2 separate regions of the Sus scrofa genome follow, and region 2 is linked to region 1. Evidence: chromatin contacts called from public HiChIP or PLAC-seq data. All regions are on one chromosome and are shown on one strand. Each heading gives the region's core, a stretch centred on a gene start, on an enhancer-like site or on the middle of the called end of the contact. The rest is flanking DNA. Distances are from core to core; before and after follow the strand shown. Region 1 holds the start of CAV3 (caveolin 3). Region 2 holds the start of OXTR (oxytocin receptor).

Region 1 (2,700 bases), core at 83-2,582:
GAGTCTTCGCCCTTTGTGATGTGGGGGCCTCAGTGATAGCTGGGCTGGAAAGGGACGCAGGGAAACTGAGCAGGTCCCTAAGAGAGGTGCTCCCCACTGACACCTGCACTGTGACTGGGGCCCATGGATATCCTGGAAGCTGACCCTAAGCCGACCCTGGGGACAGGGTGAAGGGCGGCAGGAACATGGACTCCATGTCCCCTCCATGTGACATCCAAAGGCAGAGGAGGGCGGACGACCCCATCAGAGGTACCCTGACCTTTTTGCCCCCAGCCCCACCCTCACACCAGAGTCCATCAGCCCCCCTCTGGGAGAAATCCTCAAAGTGGGAAACCTCAGCCCTGCTTCAGGCCACCAAACAGCAGAGCAGGTACCATCTGCTCCAACGAGAATCCCTTCTGTTCTTTTTTATATATACAATGATTTTTATTTTTTCCATTATAGCTGGTTTATAGTGTTGTCAATTTTCTACTGTACAGCATGGTGACCCAGTCACACATACACGTATACATTCTTTTTTCTCACATTATCATGCTCCATCATAAGTGACTAGATGTAGTTCCCAGTGCTACACAGCAGGCAGCAACCTAGATGGAACTAGAGATTCTCATACTAAGTGAAGTAAGTCAGAAAGAGAAAGACGTACCATATGATATCACTTATATCTGGAATCTAATATGCGGCACAAGCAAAACTTTCCACAGAAGAGAAAATCATGGAGCAGACTTGTGATTGCCAAAGGGGAGTGGGAGGGAGTGGGATGGACTGGAAGCTTGAGGTTAATAGATGCAGACTACTGCCCTTCTGTTCTGAAGCCTTCCCCTCACAAGCTCATCTCCTCCTCTCCTCGGGGGTAGGCAGAGTCCCGATGGTTATTAACATGGTCCCATTTTACATGTGGGCATATGGTGGCCCTGGGGGGGAGGGTCCCCGAGCTCACACAGCCAGCAAGAGGCAGAGCTGGGGACTCAGACCCCTCACTCCCACATTCCCTAAACACAAATCCCAGAGTCCCAGAGCAGCAGGCGGGAGCTGCCAGGTCCTCAGCTTGTGTGTGAGGCCTGGCACCCACGGCAGCCCCCTTTAAGGAGTGCTGGGCCTTCCAGCAGGGCTGCAGTCTTAATTTTAGCTTGGAGGCCTGCCACCGGAGGCTTCAGCCAGAGGCGGGCTGAAGTTATGTGGGACAGCTGTCAGCCGGCACGCTGGGTGGGGCCTATTTAGCCGCCAGGGGCACAAATCTGGGGACACTGAACTGGTGTCCCTGCCCCAGGTCTCTTCAGCCCCGCCGGCCACACGGCTCCCATCTCCTCCCACTGGCCACCCAGCTCCACAATGATGGCCGAGGAGCGCACAGACCTAGAGGCCCAGATCGTCAAGGACATTCACTTCAAGGAGATCGACCTGGTGAACCGGGACCCCAAGAACATTAACGAGGACATAGTGAAGGTAGGCTCGCGGGCCTAGCCCGCACCACCCGCCCCGAAGGTGTTGGGTTGGGTGCTGGCTGGGGGTGGGCTCTGCTCCAGCACAATTGGCTTCCCTGAAAAGAGACCTGTTCTTCTCCCTTCTCCAAATGCCCCCTGCAAATCCAGCTGATACCCCCAAAGAACTTTTAGGGTTAACAAGAGCAAAGAATCAGCTGCATATACCTGACCACCCATCCAGGCAGGAGAGGCAAGTCACAAAGGAAGCTCCTCACAACTCCTGAGGCTCTTCCCATTTGCTCTGGCCCTCGGCTGGGGACAGATGAGGTGGCCAAGCTGGACTCCCTTCTGTGCCAGGGGCATTCTGCGGTCTCCGCAGTGGGCGCGGGGTTAATCTCCAGAGGGTGGCTTCCAGCAGGGCTGCTGGCCCCTCATGGGAGGCCCCCAGCCCCCATGACTTTGCCAGAATCCACTGCCCCAGGCCGGGGGGCTGTGTCCAGTGCTCCTGCCTGCTTCCACCTGACCCCAGGTACGGCAGCCAGGCCAGGGCAGAGGCCCCTCAAAGGGTGCCAGGGCTCCTGAAAGGGAGTCTCAGATGAGGGTTACCCCACCTTCAGGGACTCTCCCCAGAGCCATGCCTGAGTCAGGCCTCTTTCCTCGCCCAAATGCCACAGGCAGCCTGGCCGCCCCCAGGCCCACACCCTCGGTCCACCCTCTACCCAGGAGCCATGGAGCTCTCACTACAGCAGAATTCCTGGGAGCCAGGTGCCCAACCACCAGCATCAAAGTCACTGGAAGGGCCTTTAAAAGGGCAGGTGCTGGGGCCTCCAGGATCCTCTGAATACATCGGAATCACAGACCAGCTCTGTCCAGTAGAAATATAATGTGACCCATTATACAATCACCCTATGTCATTTTAAAATTTTCTAGCAGCCACAACTTTAAAAAGGAAAAAACAGGTGAAATTAGTGTTCACAATATTTTTCATTTAAGTTGCTCTCTCCAAAACAGTATCATTCCAGAGTCCCCATTGTGGCTCAGTAGGTTAAGAATCCCACCAGTGTCCGTCCATGAGGATGTGGGTTCAATCCCTGGCCTTGCTCAGTGGTTTAACGACCCAGTGTTGCCATAAGCTGTGGCGTAGATTGCAGATGCTGCTCAGATCTGGAATTGCTGTGGCTCTGGCTCTGGCGTAGGCTGGCAGCTACAGCTCCAATTCAATCCCAAGCCTGGAAACTTCTATGCACCGTAGGTGCTGCCCTTAAAAAAAAAAAAA
Region 2 (2,700 bases), core at 168-2,667, 36 kb after region 1:
CTCGCAGGTCCACGCGGATTTAAACTTAAAAGTGGAAGTTCAAAGTAAAGTGAACTTAACGTGGAAGGACCTTGAACTTGGGTCTGGGTTGTAAAGTCACCGCTCCCAATCTCTAACCAGGTGAAAAAAGCAAATCACTGAAAACTTGGTTCTTGATCCATGATAGTGAATCAAATACCTCATATGTTGCCCAAAGGCTGTGCGAAGAATTTTATGCGCATTTTTACATACATTCCCCTACTTCTGGGAAAACCTGGCACTTTTACCATCATTGCCATCTTACAAAAGCAGCAATCAAGGCTCAGAGAAGTTATAATCAAAATCACTTGGCCAGCGGATAAAAGAACCATAACTCAAGCCCAGGTCTGTAAAGTTCCAAAACCCGATCTCCCCCATGAGGCCCCGAGAACGCTGGACATTCAGAAGCAGCAGGACTAGCCCGCTCCGCCCCGCTCCCTCCTCCCGGTTTCCCGTCCGCCCTACCTTCCTTGGGCGCATCGGCGTCCCAGACGCTCCACATCTGCACGAAAAAGAATGGCGTCCAGCATACGATGAAGGCCAGCACAATGATGAAGGTCATCTTGACGGTGCGGATCTTGGCCTTGGAGATGAGCTTGACGCTGCTGACGCGGGCCAGAGCCGCTCGGCCCCGGCTGCCCGCCGCCGCGCCCTCGGTTCCCGCGATCGCCTCCGCCGCTTCCGCCGCAGTCTTGAGCCGCAAGTTCTGCCAGATCTTGAAGCTGATAAGGCCGTAGCAGGCGGCGAGCACGATGACCGGCACGATGTAGACCGCAAGTGTGATCCACGTGATGTAGGCCTTGGGCCCCCAGGGCTGGATGAAGACGGCCCAGCAATCGAAGACGCCGTCGGCCACCTCGCGCAGCGAGAAGATGTGCACCTGCGGCGCGCTGGCCACCAGGCAGCCCAGCCATGTGGCTAGCACTGCCAGACGATCCGCGCGGCGGCGCAGCGCGCGCAACGGCTGGCAGATGGCCAGACAGCGGTCGAGCGACATGAGCAGCAGCAGGTAAGTGGAAGCGAACATGCCCACCACCTGGAGGTACTTGACGAGGCGGCACAGCAAGTCGGGTCCGTAGAAGCGGAAGGTGATATCCCACAGTAGCTGAGGCAGCACCTGGAACACCGCCACCACCAGGTCGGCTATGCTCAGGTGTTTCATGAAGAAGAAGAGGCGCGAATGCTTGTGGCGCGTGGTGCGCAGCGCCAGCAGCACGCACGCATTGCCGCTCAGAGCTAGGAAGAGAATGAGGCACAACACCGCCACCTCCACACGCGCCAGGGCCTCGTTGCGCTGCGGCGGCCCGGCGGTGCGGTTGCCCTCGGCCTCTGGCGGCGCCGCGCTCGAGTTGACCGCCTCGGCGCTCCAGTTGGCTGCAAGCACCCCCTCCATGACCGTGGCCGCCGCCGTGCGCCCCTGGCCTTCCAGCCTTTTAAAGCGTGGCGCGCGGGGCGGGGCCCGACGCGCAGTCCCGGCGTGTCTGGGGGCGGGGTAGGGGCTCCTGGGTTCCACTCCCTGAGACTTCTTGGGCAGGTCTCCTGAGTCGGACTCTGAAACAAACCCCAAGGGCCGTGAAAAGACCACGCAATTCTCTCCCAACGGAGGTGTGGCTCAGCTGTCCCCTTCCCAGGAACCCCAAATCATCTGGGGCTATCGCCACAACAGCTGACCCTGGGGTAGCTCAGCTGCCACCCTGGAATCCCCGTTTGAGGTACCTCCTCTGAGACACTATAAATGAGCGGGAATCTACCTCACAGGCAGCTCCTTGAGGTATTTCATGGAAGAAAAGGGAGGGTCCTAATCGGTTTCCTCTGGGACTGGGACTTCTAAGCCAGCCACCTCCCGCAGGAATCCCCCAACTAGCTACCCACCCCCAAAATCCACAGCACAGCCACCTTCCGCGAGACCCAAACCAGCCAACCATCCTAATAAACCTTATTCCAGTAACTCTCAGAAGGGAGACACCCCAAACACCCACTTTCCTGGGAAACTCCAGCTCAGGACCACCTCCCCCATCTCCTGTTTCTAAAACGTTTAGCCATCCACCCCTGAATTTCCACAACAGCTGCTCTTTGCAACCCCAAATCTAGCAGTCCATCCTGGAGGAATTCCTGATTCAATACTTCCCAGGACGCCCCACCGCTGTGCCCAGTTCCTCTCAGGCCTAGACACCTCTCGAGGGGGATCTTCCCCAATCCAGCAGCCTCGAGGGCTGGGAATCCGACGCGTGTCTGCCCCCCCCCCCCCCGCACCCCCGACAGCCAAGGGCTCTGCATCTAGAACCTGAGCAGTCACTTTACAATCTCTGAGAACACCAGCAGAGTCTTCAGGAACTAGAATCACCAGGCCCCCTACCACTTCCACTCGGGGTCCCAGTGGCTCCACCAGCCCCAGCCACCCCATCCACCCGTACGCAGGACCCAGTTACCTGCACCAAGCCGGCAGGCTGGCCTAAAGTTGGCCCCTGAGGAAGTTGTGCCGCCGCGTCGGGCTCCAAAGACGCGTGTGCTCCTAGCCCAGGTTGAGGTGGCTGCAGCCGGCACCCAGTCTGACACGATGCTGAGGACTCGGACTCTGGAACCTGGCTGGAGTCCCCTCTCCTGCAGCCAGGACAGGGTCTGATGCGAGCGAGGAACACCGGCCAGGCTGTGCGCGCGGGCAGCGTCAGGATGCGGCGCTGC

The links. HiChIP or PLAC-seq counts read pairs in DNA pulled down with a chosen protein or histone mark.
Region 2: a contact with region 1 is called in an H3K27ac HiChIP or PLAC-seq map of skeletal muscle. The contact joins the promoter of OXTR here to the promoter of CAV3 in region 1. A contact is called at or near these places in 4 of 47 Hi-C or Micro-C datasets (heart right ventricle, psoas muscle and skeletal muscle) and 1 of 2 datasets of contacts at active chromatin or transcription factors (skeletal muscle).

What each region holds. Positions count from the first base shown.
Region 1 is chr13:65,116,536-65,119,235 of Sscrofa11.1, forward strand. CAV3 (caveolin 3) reads left to right here and starts at 1,333. Exons shown (of 2, transcript NM_001037149.1): 1 at 1,333-1,446. The coding sequence starts at 1,333.
Region 2 is chr13:65,152,063-65,154,762 of Sscrofa11.1, forward strand. OXTR (oxytocin receptor) reads right to left here and starts at 1,418. Exons shown (of 3, transcript NM_214027.1): 1 at 484-1,418. The coding sequence starts at 1,411.